2 separate regions of the Mus musculus genome follow, and region 2 is linked to region 1. The links are chromatin contacts, called in public promoter capture Hi-C maps. All regions are on one chromosome and are shown on one strand. Each heading gives the region's core, a stretch centred on a gene start, on an enhancer-like site or on the middle of the called end of the contact. The rest is flanking DNA. Distances are from core to core; before and after follow the strand shown.

Region 1 (2,700 bases), core at 156-2,655:
GCTGGGTCAAGGCCATGACATGAGGTCCCAGGAATGAGGATTAGATTTCTGCCATGCAAGAAGGCACAGGGAGGTCACTCGCTGCTCTCCTGCCGGGCCCGACTCACTCAGAATGTTCACTCAGACCCAGGCACCACCACACTCAAGGGTCCCACTTCTGAATCAGAGATGCCACTCCTTTGAGGCTGTGGACCCTATGCTTAGCGCCCTGTGAGCTTTGCCATGCACTCCTGTCCTCCTGAGGACCTTGCTTTCAAACAGGACCCTGCAAACATGCGGGAACCTTTCCTGAATGGCTAGAGCTCTGGGGCTATGCGCCTGAACTGGACCGCGTCATTACCTTGAGCTAGGGTCCAGGAAGCCATGCCAGTACCAGAACTATTTGGATCTGGGCCCTCTGGAAGAACCCATGACATCACTAGGACAGTCCGTTGTTTGGGAAAATAACTACTTTCACATGGCAACAGATCTGGTTGTCAGCGCTCCAGCTGGGGCCCTCACTGTGAACAGAGCAGGGTCACTTGATATCTTAGGGTCATGCTTCCCAAATCAAGTCCCTTCTTTGGACTCCCTCTTCTAGCCTTTAAGGGCACCTGGACGCACACAATTTAAGATTAAAACAAATCAAGCAAGCAAGCAAACAAAGGAAAAAACAAAAAACAAAACAAAACAAAACAAAACAAAAAAAGAAACAAAGAAACCCAGGTGTGCTGCTTTATCTACAGCCAATGTAATGACAGCAGCTCAAGGCAGCTAGGCCTGCCTCTCTGGAGGAGAACCACCCAGAAAAGGCCTCCTCGCAGTTCATCCTTTAGGATTTGCCACATCTGTCCTGGTTGAATGCTCCGTGGTGGGCAGTGGGCAGCAGTCTGAGCTCCATCTGCCTGGCTTAGGACATCAGAGGGATCCGACCTTTCAGCCAGACTGGGTCAGTTCTCTGTAGCTGCTAGTAGCAGACTCCGTAGCTGGAGCCTGAGAGGTGCCAGCTGTGCAGATACATCCGGGGTGGGGAAGAGCAGGGAAACCTTAAAAGTGCTCCAGGTTCCCCAGCTTGAAAAGGAGGAGCCATAAGGGCTGCCATATTCTCAGGTACTCAACTTGTCATTAAGGCCTGGAACCATGAGAAAAGAAGAGACCCGGGGCGGGGGGAGGTCCTAAGAAGACGTGCAGAATGGTGCAGTGGGTGTCCTTAGAGAAAGGGGGGGGTGTCTTAGAAAGCCTCGGGTGCAGGGCTAGGAGAAGAGAAGCTAACCCTGGGCTACAGGCAGCAAAGTGGAGGCGTGCACGGACCGGATCGGGCGCCCGCCTCCTCAGGGTCCCCTGTGCCTGCAGAGCGTGCCCTAGCCGCGAGGGGGCGACGGCAGCGAGGGCGGCGCGCGCGAGGCGGGGGATTCAAGCGCGTTATAAGGCGCCGACCTGACCAGCCGTGCTCTTTACTGCCGCCGCCGCCGCCAGCATGGCCTCGACCCGCCGCCCCGTCGGAGCTCGCACGCTGCTCGCCTGCGCCAGCCTACTCGCCGCCATGGGCCTCGGTGTCCCTGAGTCCGCGGAGCCCGTGGGGACTCATGCACGCCCGCAGCCGCCCGGGGCCGAGCTGCCCGCCCCGCCAGCCAACAGCCCGCCGGTAAGACGCAGCCGCGCCCCACATCTTCCTGTCCCGGGGGGCCCTAAGACGGTGGGGAAGGTGGCACCCCTTGCTGCGCAGTGTCCAACACTGGGGATACGTCGCTCTCAGGGGCTCTGTGAGACCCAGGGTTGGGTGGATGCGTCCTCTGTACCGTGGCTTTGGCGGCAGAACTCCACTAGGCCAGTAGGAGAGATTGGGAAAGGTGTGAAATGCAGTTAACTTGCTCCTCGTGAAACTGGAAGACTGGTGAGAGAGCGGGGCTCCCAGATCTAGTTCCTTTTTGTTAGGTGACTGCGTCTGGGAAAGGAGTGATGTAACCAGGCTCTGCCTGCGATCCCTCCCAAGATCTCCACCTGAACTGCTGGGGTGGAGACGCAGGCTGGGGAGGGTGTGGCTAGAGGCCTGGGGAGGGTGGATTGGTAGCCTTCATTGGAGCTGGTCAGTCCTGTTGGTGAGAGTTCAGGGAAGAATTTCAGGGTCTAGTTGATCGCTCATGCTGTGGGCCAGGCACAAGGAAACCCCAGGCCAGCGCGCTCTTCAGTTCTCAGCACCCCAGGGGCCAACAAAACATCCACTAAGACAGCTGGAGATGGTTACAATACCTCCCTCTGCAAGGCATCCCTGGGTCCTTCCACCATCCCATTTCTGCCTCCTTTGGTGGGAGTAAACATGTCCTTGTTGTCTGAAGCCTCCCCCTGACCCCCAGCCATCAGCCTTCAAAACTTTCATGAGGTCCAGACATAGTCACCAGGAAGTGGGGAGTAGGCTGGACCTTCCCAGTGGAATGTTGGCCTTGAACCCTCTTTGGGAGGGGCAAGGTGTCACCAGTTCCCTGATAGCTGGAACCCAGCTCCCACTCCAACTCCTGGGGCCCCTGACCAACATGGCTCCATGTATTTTCGGTGCTGCCCTCAAGTTGACAGTGGTGCGAGTCTGTACACAGGCCACCGGTCCCCTGGAAGGGTCAGTACACCTGTTCTGACCTATAATGGAAGCACTGCACTGTGAGTGTCCACTGAGGGCATCAGACAGCAAGAAGCATAGAAGCCTCCATCATCCTGACACAGCAGCCT
Region 2 (2,759 bases), core at 62-2,561, 1.6 Mb after region 1:
TCAACAGTGTCTGTTTTGGTAGTAGCTCCAGTAACATCTTAGGAAGTCTCTGAGGAAGGCTACTCTACCTTACAGCTTACAGGAAAGATCCTTAAAATGCCTGTCCCCCTCAGGCTGCCCAAGGAACATATCTAAGCCTCTATGAAGTGGGCTTTTCCCAGCTGACAGAGGTGTTAGAGATCTGCTGAGGGCTTGGAGGCAGCAGGAGCCCCACACCCTTGCCCGGAATTCCACAACACCGTGCATCTTCACAAGTGTCACCACATGCTTGTCTTGGCTCTCGGAAGAGGCCTTTTGAGGGCTGCCATAGTACTGAACTATTGCTCTTTGATGTGCATCACCCCCAATGACCTCCAGGAGGCGCAGTTAAGCTGTGGGTCACTCTTTAAGATCATGGGGACATTTCAACTAGACCCTGCCTTCCACGGTCTGAGGAGTTCCAGGTGCCTAGCTGAGGCAGGGATGAAGAATAGGCACCAGGCTGTTGCTTCTCAGGGCAGCCCTGGTTTTGAAGAGTGAGCATAGACCACTGTGGACACCGAGAATGTCAAGGGCTTCCAAGGAGTGGCACTCCAAAGCTCTGGGTACCACCAAGATCTGAAAGTCTGCCTTCCCTTACTAGGCACCTTGGGAAGGTGTTTAGGACACAGGTGGGGACTCTATGAGGGGTTTTAGTGCTTGTGATGTTAGGGTTAAGAGCTCACTGCCCTTGGTATGCCAAGCCCTGTAGTGGCAGTTCCTACTGTCACCTGGCCTGTAGTGGCAGTTCCCACTGTCACCTTGCCTGCAGGACTAGCTTAACTAGGGTGGGAGCAGGCATTAGGGCTTGGCAGGATCTTGGTTGTCAACCTGACAGGAACTTGAGCCACCCAGGAACACCAAGAGTGTCTGTTTTGAGAAGGATAACCGAACTAAGCAAAACCATGCTGAGTGTGGGGAGCACCATCTGGGCTGGGGTCCCAGATGAATAAAAAGACACAAAGCAGAATACCAGAAGTTGCCTCTGCTTCCTGACTGCGGGTGCCCTATGGCCAGCTGCCTTGTGTTCCTGCTGCCTACTTCCCACCACAATGGACTGCGTTACTTTTCGTGAACCAAAATAAACCCATCTAGTTGTTTTAAATCAGGTATTTTGTCATAGCAATGAGAAAAGTAACTTATACAGAATCTTTATAGAAGGGACCTTAGAGGGTCCCCTTACCTCTTCCACCATGAGGCTGCAGCAAGATGACCAGGCATGAACCAACCTCTGGAGCTCCAAGACCTTGGTTTTGGACTTGTAGCCCCCAGAAGTATCAGGTGAGTGTCTGTTGTTTATAAGCCATTTAATATATGAAGCAACCCAGATGGGAACTCCAGGTTCCTGGGAAGAGCTGAGGCTCCTCAACAGAACTCCTCTTCCACGTCCAGAGCGGCAACGTGCCTGCTGAGCAAACTATCTTTGGTGGCAGGGAAGGGCTGAAGGTGGACCCGGCAGATCCAGAAGGGCAGGTTGGGTGTGTTTGTGTGAGAATGTCTCCTTCCTAGGAGACTTTGGCCCCTCTACTAGCCCAGCCCCTTCCCAGCACTATTTCCTGTTCCAGGGTAGTGGGTAAAAGCTTCCCTAGGCTGTGTGCTGCCCAGTCTTGGCTGCCCTTCTCTGACCTTTCTCACCTCTCCTTCCTCCTGAGCTCAGTCGATTTGGAAGGTCCAGAGCCTCTAGGGTGAGTATGGAGTCCTGGTCTTGAGAGCACATGGTCATGGAAGGGCAGCATGGGATAGGAGGTGAAACAGGGTGGGCTGGGCTGCTGGAACCTTGGCAAGCATCAGGTCAGCCAGTAGCCCCATGCTCTGCTACTGCACTCTCCCGACCCCCTCTTCCCTCCCTCCCTTCCCCTATCTGCTCTTCTTTCTTTCTTCCCCCTCACTCCTCCCACCCATAAGCATGCCTTACTAACCTGCAGAGCTCCCTAGGTATGCCTCCCTGGCTTCTTTTGGTACTTGCCAAATTTAACCCCTTTTAGCCTGGAAGAATCACCTTATTCTTGGAAACACGCTGCAGCCAGCCTCTGGGCCCACCACAAAGCCCCGGGTGGAGCTGCTTTCTCAGAGGGCCTTTTCTGCTTTGGTAGGGCAGGCAGGCTGACCTTGCTGGCCGGGAGCATTTTCTGCACGTCCCCCTGGAAGGGAGCTCAAACTTCACCTGCAGAACTTTTAGTCATCCACTTGGTGCTGAACCCCCAGCTACCCTTTTGTCCTCAAACAGCACCCATATAATGCTGCCTTGAGTCTGGGCCTGTTGGCCCTTTGTCTCAGGGGACACAAGGGTGAGGCTCTGTCAAGAATGTGTGCAGTTCTTCCACCCAGACCACAGCTCAGGCTAGGCTTACTTTCAGCTCCTGGGATACTTGCTCCTTTGCAGCTGGCCAGGAGTTTACCTGCCAGAAAGGCATGCCTAGCTTTGGTGCCTATGGTGAAGGCTTCTGGGCCAGGGACCAGTGGCTGTGCTTTGTGGCTGCCCAGGGTCTGGAAAGGTGTCATGTCAGGACACCTGTGTTTGAACCTATGATTGAATCCTAATTGATCTGGGCTTGTCCCTCACCCTCCAGGACCAGCGAGGATACTGAGCAGGAAGCCTACTCAACTTTCACACCGAGTCTTCATCTCCCAACCTCACTTCATCCTGAAGACACTAGAGTGTCTAGGTTGGTGGCAGGCACACTGCCCATTCCAGTGCCTTAGATGTAGCCGAGATGTCCAGCATCCTCACCTTGGAGCCT

The links. Promoter capture Hi-C pulls out the DNA fragments that hold promoters and counts their contacts.
Region 2: a contact with region 1 is called in a promoter capture Hi-C map of liver, with 8 times the contacts expected there. The contact joins the promoter of 9430060I03Rik here to the promoter of Erfe in region 1. A contact is called at or near these places in 3 of 39 promoter capture datasets (liver and pre-B cells).

The regions. Positions count from the first base shown.
Region 1 is chr1:91,365,025-91,367,724 of GRCm38.p6, forward strand. It overlaps Erfe (erythroferrone), which reads left to right and starts at 1,406. Exons shown (of 8, transcript NM_173395.2): 1 at 1,406-1,624. The coding sequence starts at 1,457.
Region 2 is chr1:92,949,279-92,952,037 of GRCm38.p6, forward strand. 9430060I03Rik (RIKEN cDNA 9430060I03 gene) reads right to left here and starts at 1,312. Exons shown (of 2, transcript NR_015525.1): 1 at 1,202-1,312. It also overlaps a transcript of Gpr35 not described here.